Linked DNA regions of Xenopus laevis: region 1 is linked to region 2. The links are chromatin contacts, called in public Hi-C maps. All regions are on one chromosome and are shown on one strand. The core of a region is the stretch at or near the end of the contact, and the rest is flanking DNA. Distances in the headings are between cores, read along the strand shown.

Region 1 (3,583 bases), core at 57-2,556, 400 kb before region 2:
CATCATCGGAAGTAGACGTGATCAGGAAAAAAAGGAGTAAAACAGGAAGTGCTTTCATTGTAAACCAGAAGTAACATCATCGGAAGTAGACGTGGTCAGAAAAAAAGGAGTGAATATCGATATTGAGAAGACCCGCGGCCCGACCCGCAACCTACAAACCCGCAGAACCGCCGACCCGCAGGTATACCCGCACCTGGAACTTAAACGAAACCTGCAGGTTTTTGCAGGTAACCCGCGGGTACCCGACCCGCTGCAGGACTCTACCTTACACTGTGCATTACTATCAGTCTTGCTATGGGACAGCTCTTAATGATGGATGGCAACATATATATGAGTTATAACCTGCAGCACTAATACTCTTATTGAAAAGCCTCTCTCAGTATCCACTGAGAGCTGGAGGCTGGGAGTATCTGGTTAGTCCTCATATAGAGTATGTCCCAGGGGTTGGAGCTGCAATTTACTTACTGTATATACTACAATATATGGGTCTGCAAGGAGTTTAGAAGATAATTAATTATCGATTCATTTATATGAATATGTTTAAACAAATTGGTAACAATCCATTCATCATCTTGGTTTAATTTGTATGCAAAGTAGATATACGGGTACAGTAGGTAAAAACTACCAACTTATTACCCCAAGTGATATAAAAAGATATTTCATTCTGCTGTAAAATATGAAGGGCGTGTAGCATGTCCCATAAAGGCCCACAACTCTCCAAAGGCCTCTGACATGCTGGGAGCCCTACTGAGTGAGGCAGAATTGCCCACCTACAGCCCTCAGTAGTGGGATCTCTGTGCTACTATAGCTAGATTCTAATGGAGCCTGGGGATGCAGAGATTTTAGCAAAGCTCTTCATTATTTCTAGGGCAGATGCTAGAAAAATGTGACCAAGATGCTTATGAAAAATGGATTGTTATTGGCTGAACTCGTTCCCATGCTACAATAGTTGAATATATACTGTATTACGCAGAGGTGCTGATAGGTCACTGCCTGCCTTGCATTGGTTAAAAAGCAAAGACAGAACAAATAGACCCCAGATACATGGATCCAATAGTTGTTTAAAACATTCAAGTGACCTGGAAAAGCAGAGTTAAATACCAGCTAAATACACATTATTCTAAGGGATTAAAATAGGATCTGACCACCCCCCCTCCCTTAGGGGATGACATTTTGGATAAGTAGCAAGAAGGAGGAGGGGTGTTTGGCCACAGGAAATAGAAACAATTGTACAGAGAAGAGATGTGGTAATTAGGGAATTGTTGATTAAGCTCATTCCTGCCTGAGGTCAATGCACACCTGCATGGAGCTCCAGGGTATGATCAGCTCAGAGAGCAAAGCATGGAGAACATTGTTCTAAAGCTCAGCCGGGGCTTCCTGTGTCCCTGCTCTTTGACTAGCCGAGAATGTGAGCTCATGGCCAGTTAAGGAATTCTTCACCTTCCAACACTTTTTTTCAGTTCAGTTGGTTTCAGATACTTCACCACAAATAAAACTTTTTTTGATCCACCTTCTATTTGTCTAATACTTTAGACTTTCTTACGTCTTTCTGATTCTGTAAACTGTTCTAAATTGCTACATGTATGACACATATCTTATATTTGTCCCTGCTGAGCAAAATCCCTGAGTTTCATTAAAGGCAGCTGGAAGAATTGATACAATAGTTGCTAATATACCACAGTGGCTGCTGATAAGTGTATCAAAACTTGATCACTGAGCTGCCAGAGACAGGAATATTAAACTTCAATTTGAGAAAAACGGTAAAAAATAAAAAATGCAAAGCAATTGAAAGAAAGTCTTTATTTCTGCTGAACAATCTGAAAACAATTAACCTAAGTTAGTTTTAGTTTTAGTGTTTGGAAAGTGAACAACCCCTTTAACAAATGGGATTGCATTCTGAGTTTCTCTCTCTGGTTTTCATATGGATACACTTAGAGTTTAAGCTCTGCAGGGCAGGTACCTCCTTCCCTTTATTGTGCATATGTATTTTTATTTACTGCTGTGGTTCTCTCTTGTTTGTGCTATTACTGTATTGTAAACATCCATGGAGCTGCGTACACAGTAGTGCTGTACAAACAAAAGTATACAGGCATACACTTAAGAGTTTAACATTGCTTGATAACTACTGTAAAGGTTCTTGGGTTCCACAATTCCACTAAACATCAGTGCAGATATTCAGGTTTATAAGATATCCAAACACACTGCTATTTAAACCCAGTGTAGGAGTGCAACATTCCCCGATCAGGTGACCGATATCCCAAATTATATGCTTTAGAATCTTGGAAATTGAGGAGAGCACTCAAATAGCATATCATATGCTGTAAAAATTATTTTATAGCTGACTACCAATACAAGACATGTTTCGGGCCTTATGTGCCCTTGATCAAGTGTGATAAAGGGCACATAAGGCCCGAAACATGTTGTGTATTGGTAATCAGTACAGATCAACATTGGATCTTGCACTCCCCATCCAGTTCATGGTCACCATTTTCTTGGCATTGTATTATAGGATTTTGAAAAAAAGACCTGCTAGAGAGGGAACTTTCAGGGTGCAAAGGATTACTTAAGATACAAAATTTGACTTGCAGAATATGCAGATACAGAAACATAAAAGTCAGGGTAAATCCACTTAAAAATGGTTATTCCTCCCTTTTAACAGTGCACATCATTGACTGGAATTACTGTGAATTTGCTATAAGTATAAATGAAGTGCAGTGAGAAGTCATTGAAGTCATTGAATTTCTGCAGGAATTCTAGTTTAAGTAATGTTTTTAGCAAACGACAAAAGTGTTTAATGAACTTTCCATTTACAGTACATACAAAGGTTTGAAAACATTCCTAACAGGAGAGTATCATAACATTAGCAGCTGCTTAAAGGTTACTAACATGTCTAAAAAAAACGAAACTGCAAAATATGTTAACACGTCTGCAGTGAAGAATAAGTGCTGCAAAGCCGTTACCTCAAACTTGGGCGTTTTAGTGTTCTGCTCTACAACACGATCAACCCTGTGCCATAGCTTTATTTGTACAGTGGAGTCAGAATTATATTTACTATAGACAGCAATCACACAGCCTTTGGATAACTCCCAGGATGCTCAGCTGACTGATTAACTGGTTTCCCCATCTGTGAGATGGGGAAAATTGTGCCATCAGCTAGTGCTCATATATGGCTGCAAATCTTTAGAAGGACCCTTGATTATAGATTTCTTACTTTAAATGGATCCAGTGTTTTCCTCTAGGTACAATAGGAATAAAGGGTGATTAATAACAGACATTTCCATAAATTATATATGATTTGAGAGCATGGAAAACTCAATAGTTCTAATGCTGATCCTTCAAGTTGATATTTCTGTACTAGTCAAGCATGGCCATAGGAGGACAAGGTCTTTAGATGTCAAATTTCTGCTCACACTCCGGATATTTATTTTTACTGCAATTCCTTTCCCAATAGACTGTTAGGCAATTGTATAATTGATTTGTATTTATTTTGTCAGTCTTTAGTTGGTTGGTTAGTCCAAGTCTACAGAGCTGCAGAATAAGGTAAAGCTTTATAAACAGGAATAACTTTATACGCTTGCACATG
Region 2 (3,820 bases), core at 715-3,214:
GTAATAATAATAATGATCATAATACTGCAGACATGGGAGTGGGGCTGTTTAACAGAAGTAGAATGCAGAGCAGTCACTAGTTTGGAGTCACACAAGACAAGGGTCACCACTATCACCACCAGCCTGGCTGCTCCCACATGACCCACTTGCTTGGACACCACACCTTATCTCAGCAATACAGAAGCCTAGAGACTCAACAAACGTACAGAAAATAAGGGGGGACTTCATAAAAAATACTTGTCTTTTTATGTATTTTTTTTTGTTTGTTTGTTCGCTTGCTTATGTTTTTTGTTTTCCTTTCACTTCTCATGTACAATGGAAATGTGTGTAAAACGTTCACTTACAGTCTTGTCCCATGATGTTAATGTATCAAAGAGTTGGACGAGGAGCCCTGATTTTGATGTGTGAAATAATCGGAGAGTCCTCCTGAAAGTCCTGTAGTGAAGCTTGGCAAGGCAGGTCTGAGGGACTCACAGGGGAGAGTGGAGGGAGCCTGGGGGGAGGTGGAGGATGAAGCCGCCCTGGCTGCCATAGAAGTGCTGCTTTGAGAGGTGATAGAGGGGTGAGGTACATGGGGGAAAAAGTAGCCCGTTTGTCCAGCCAAAAGGTTCACAGAGCAAGGGTTTAAGGAGTAGGTGCCTGAACAAGGCACAGGGAGGCCGCATGGCACTGAGGCAGCCAGGGCGGCTGCAGTAAGATGATGGGTGGCATAAGGGATCTCACCGTTGACCAGTCTGTCTACACTCAGGCCATTGGACGTGGAGAAAGAATGGTTGTTGCCCAGGGAGTTTTGAGTCAAGACTGAGCTGTAGGGCATGGGGTGGCTGGGGTAAGCTGAGGTGGTCCCATTGTAGCTCAGGGTGCTGCTGGCCCTTGGGTGGTGCAAGGAGAGGAAGGGGGACATGGGCCAGTACAGGGAGCCCGCTCTATCCATAAAGGTGAGTCCGGTGGAGGTGAGTCTGGCCCCGCGTTTAAACGCCAGCTTAGCCCTGGAGGTGGTCGATCTCCGGCGCAGTTTGCCGGTGGTGCCGCCAATGAACACATCGTCGCTGCTCGGGTCCAACATCCAGTAGTTGCCCTTGCCGGGGTCATCGTAATGCCGGGGCACCTTGACGAAGCACTTGTTGAGGCTGAGGTTGTGGCGGATGGAGTTCTGCCAGCCCTGCTTGTTCTCCCGGTAGTAAGGGAAGTTTTTCATGATGAACTCGTAGATGCCGTTCAGGGTGAGGCGTTTCTCCGGGCTCTGGCGGATGGCCATCATGATCAGGGCGTTGTAAGAGAACGGGGGTTTCTCGTATTTGCCGTTCTTCTTGTCGCCGCCGTCTTTGCCGCTGTCACCGTCTTTGCCGTCCACTTTCTTATCGTCGATCTTGTCCTTGTCTTCCCCCGGCAGCTCGGAGGCGGCTGGATCCCCCTTGCCCGGGGGTAGACTCTCTGTCTTCACTTCCAGGAGGCTCTTGTCCAGCTCGTCCTCTTCCTGGAGGGGTCGGTGGTGAGGCTGGAGGTGATGCTGCTGGGGCAGCTGGAGATGCTGCGGCTGCTGCTGGTGATGATGGTGATGGTGAGGCTGAGGGTGGTTGTCATTTTGCACGGCTTCAGGCACTAGGCTGTTGATACTGAACGATGACTTGGGGATCATTTTCACTTCCTTCCTATCCCCCATGTCCAACATATCACAAGGCTTTGCAGCAGGAACACTGGCGTCAAGTCGCAAAGTCGCAGCCGCAAGAACTCTTTCGCCACCGCTGTCTCGTAAGTCATGAAGCAAAAAAAAACCCAAAAAACAGAACGCGCGTAATATCGGCGTCAATTAAAGGTCTGCTCGGATGGCAGAGACATAGAAACAGAATCAGGGGAGGAAAAAAAAATATATGCAGCAAACTACTTCATGTCCCTTCAAAATAAACACAACAAGCGTCCCCTCTGTGCATCTAGAGTAAGACAGCTATAGCTACAATTAATTCCAGACCCACAGACACCAGCCTGGGGAAAAAAGAAGAATTTGCTTTAACCTTTGCATCTTGGATCCAATGAGAGAGCTCAGAGTGCACGGACGTTCCTTACTCCTCCAGCCAATCACAGGCCGCATACTTCCAAAGGCCCTCCCTCTTTCTCACTCTCCCTCCCCCCCAACTCCTTTGCCTTGCGGAGAGATATGGGAGGGAATCTCTTTACCTCTCCTCCTCCCCCTCTCTGCTTCTTTCCCTACCAAATATCTGCCATTGCTTTCATCCCACTGTATTGGACCATCTCACTTTTATACGTCAATATTTTCTCTTATTGATTAAAGTTTGTTTATACCTTTTTTTTTTTTTTTTTTTTTAGGGAGAAAATAACCATGGAGGGAAGAAAGTGGAAGAATCAAGGGACTACTTTTTCCAGCCTTGGGGGAAACTGAGGTTTTTTTTTTTTACTGAGCGATTGTAGCGATTTGATTTCCACAATTGAACAGTGTCGAATCGAGAGATTTCTTTATTTGTTCTAATACGTAACGATGTGGAAGGCGCCTCGTTTTGGGGGATTCTTTTAGGGGCAGGGGTGCATGTCTCTGTGTTTAGCAGGCGCTTCTCTGGGTTCAGGGAGGGAGCATTAACACATGTTTACGCTATAAAGCATGACAATCTGGCGTTTTACCTTCATTGTACTCATATTTTACTATCTGCAGCGATACCCCCCTTTTTCACGGTCAAATGGACCAGCTGCACCTTCAGTGGCTCTTCTAACAACAAGGGAGGGGGGGAGCTTGTTTCCTTTGCCTTATTCTGAGTGTTTTATTTCCCCCAGATCCCAAGCTATGATTAAACTAATGCTGTAAAACGTTAAATATCATCTGCCATTGAAATCATCGCTGCTTTCCCATCTTTAATTGTACAAATACGTTTCTTTCTCAACCAGGAATACCCCCATCCACCCCCTTTTGACTGTCAGGTGGGCCAGCTGCACCTTCCGCGGCCTTTCAGGGAGGGGAGGAGAGGCTTGATTTCTTTTGCTTTATTTTTTAAGTGTTTTTCTCAGATTCCACGCTATGATTATACCAACTCTGTAGAATGGTTAATATTATAAATTCATGAGTCTGAATTTCCAATCTTGCCTTGATTGTGGCGCCACGTATGGAATGATTAATATTATGTATGCATGATACACGCCAGTAGCCTTGATTATTTCTATAGGGAAAAAAAATCCACTGCAGAATGTGCCACTCATCTGCACCTCCCTAAGCTTTGTCTGTTTGTCTGCTCTATAAATAAATGTATATGTATACAGACATATCTTTATATCTATAGCTATGTCAATATATATATATATATATATATATATAAAATATATATCGTTATCATATATATATATATATATATATATATATATATATATATATATAAAAATATATATATCGTTATCATATATATATATATATATATATATATATATATATATATATATATATATATATATATATATATATATATATATATATATATGTCAATAGATAGATATATAGATATATATAGATAGATATATAAATAGATATAGATAGATAGATAGATAGATAGATAGATAGATAGATAGATAGATGATAGATAGATAGATAGATATTGCTGAGCCCTATGTATTCAGCGATTCTTTGCGTTTTCAATAGGATGTTGTGTGATTCCAACTGAATGACTTTGTGTCTTGCCACTGGGTGATTGCCTTATATTTTACAGTGTTTGTGTACTATTCCCTGCTCACCCCCAAACTGTCTAGTGCCAATAAAAGAAACCCATATTGTTGGTTGGAGAGGACTGTTACTTAGCTGCACCCCCAAACACCAAAAAATCTG

What was found. A called contact is a pair of places that touch in the nucleus more often than the background predicts.
Region 1: a contact with region 2 is called in a Hi-C map of animal cap, with 6 times the contacts expected there. The contact joins the enhancer-like site here to the promoter of foxg1.L in region 2. A contact is called at or near these places in 2 of 4 Hi-C or Micro-C datasets (the XL177 cell line and animal cap).

The regions. Positions count from the first base shown.
Region 1 is chr8L:105,393,389-105,396,971 of Xenopus_laevis_v10.1, reverse strand. No RefSeq gene overlaps it. Among protein-coding and RNA genes, the nearest start is that of prkd1.L, 120 kb to the left of the region's middle. Within about 2 kb of position 1,306, at least 3 of the 7 cell types and tissues checked have an H3K27ac peak or open chromatin away from gene starts, as enhancers often do. A contact at or near this core is called in animal cap, where this site is marked.
Region 2 is chr8L:104,990,530-104,994,349 of Xenopus_laevis_v10.1, reverse strand. It overlaps foxg1.L (forkhead box G1 L homeolog), which reads right to left and starts at 1,964. Exons shown (of 1, transcript NM_001085696.1): 1 at 352-1,964. The coding sequence starts at 1,672. The coding sequence ends at 362.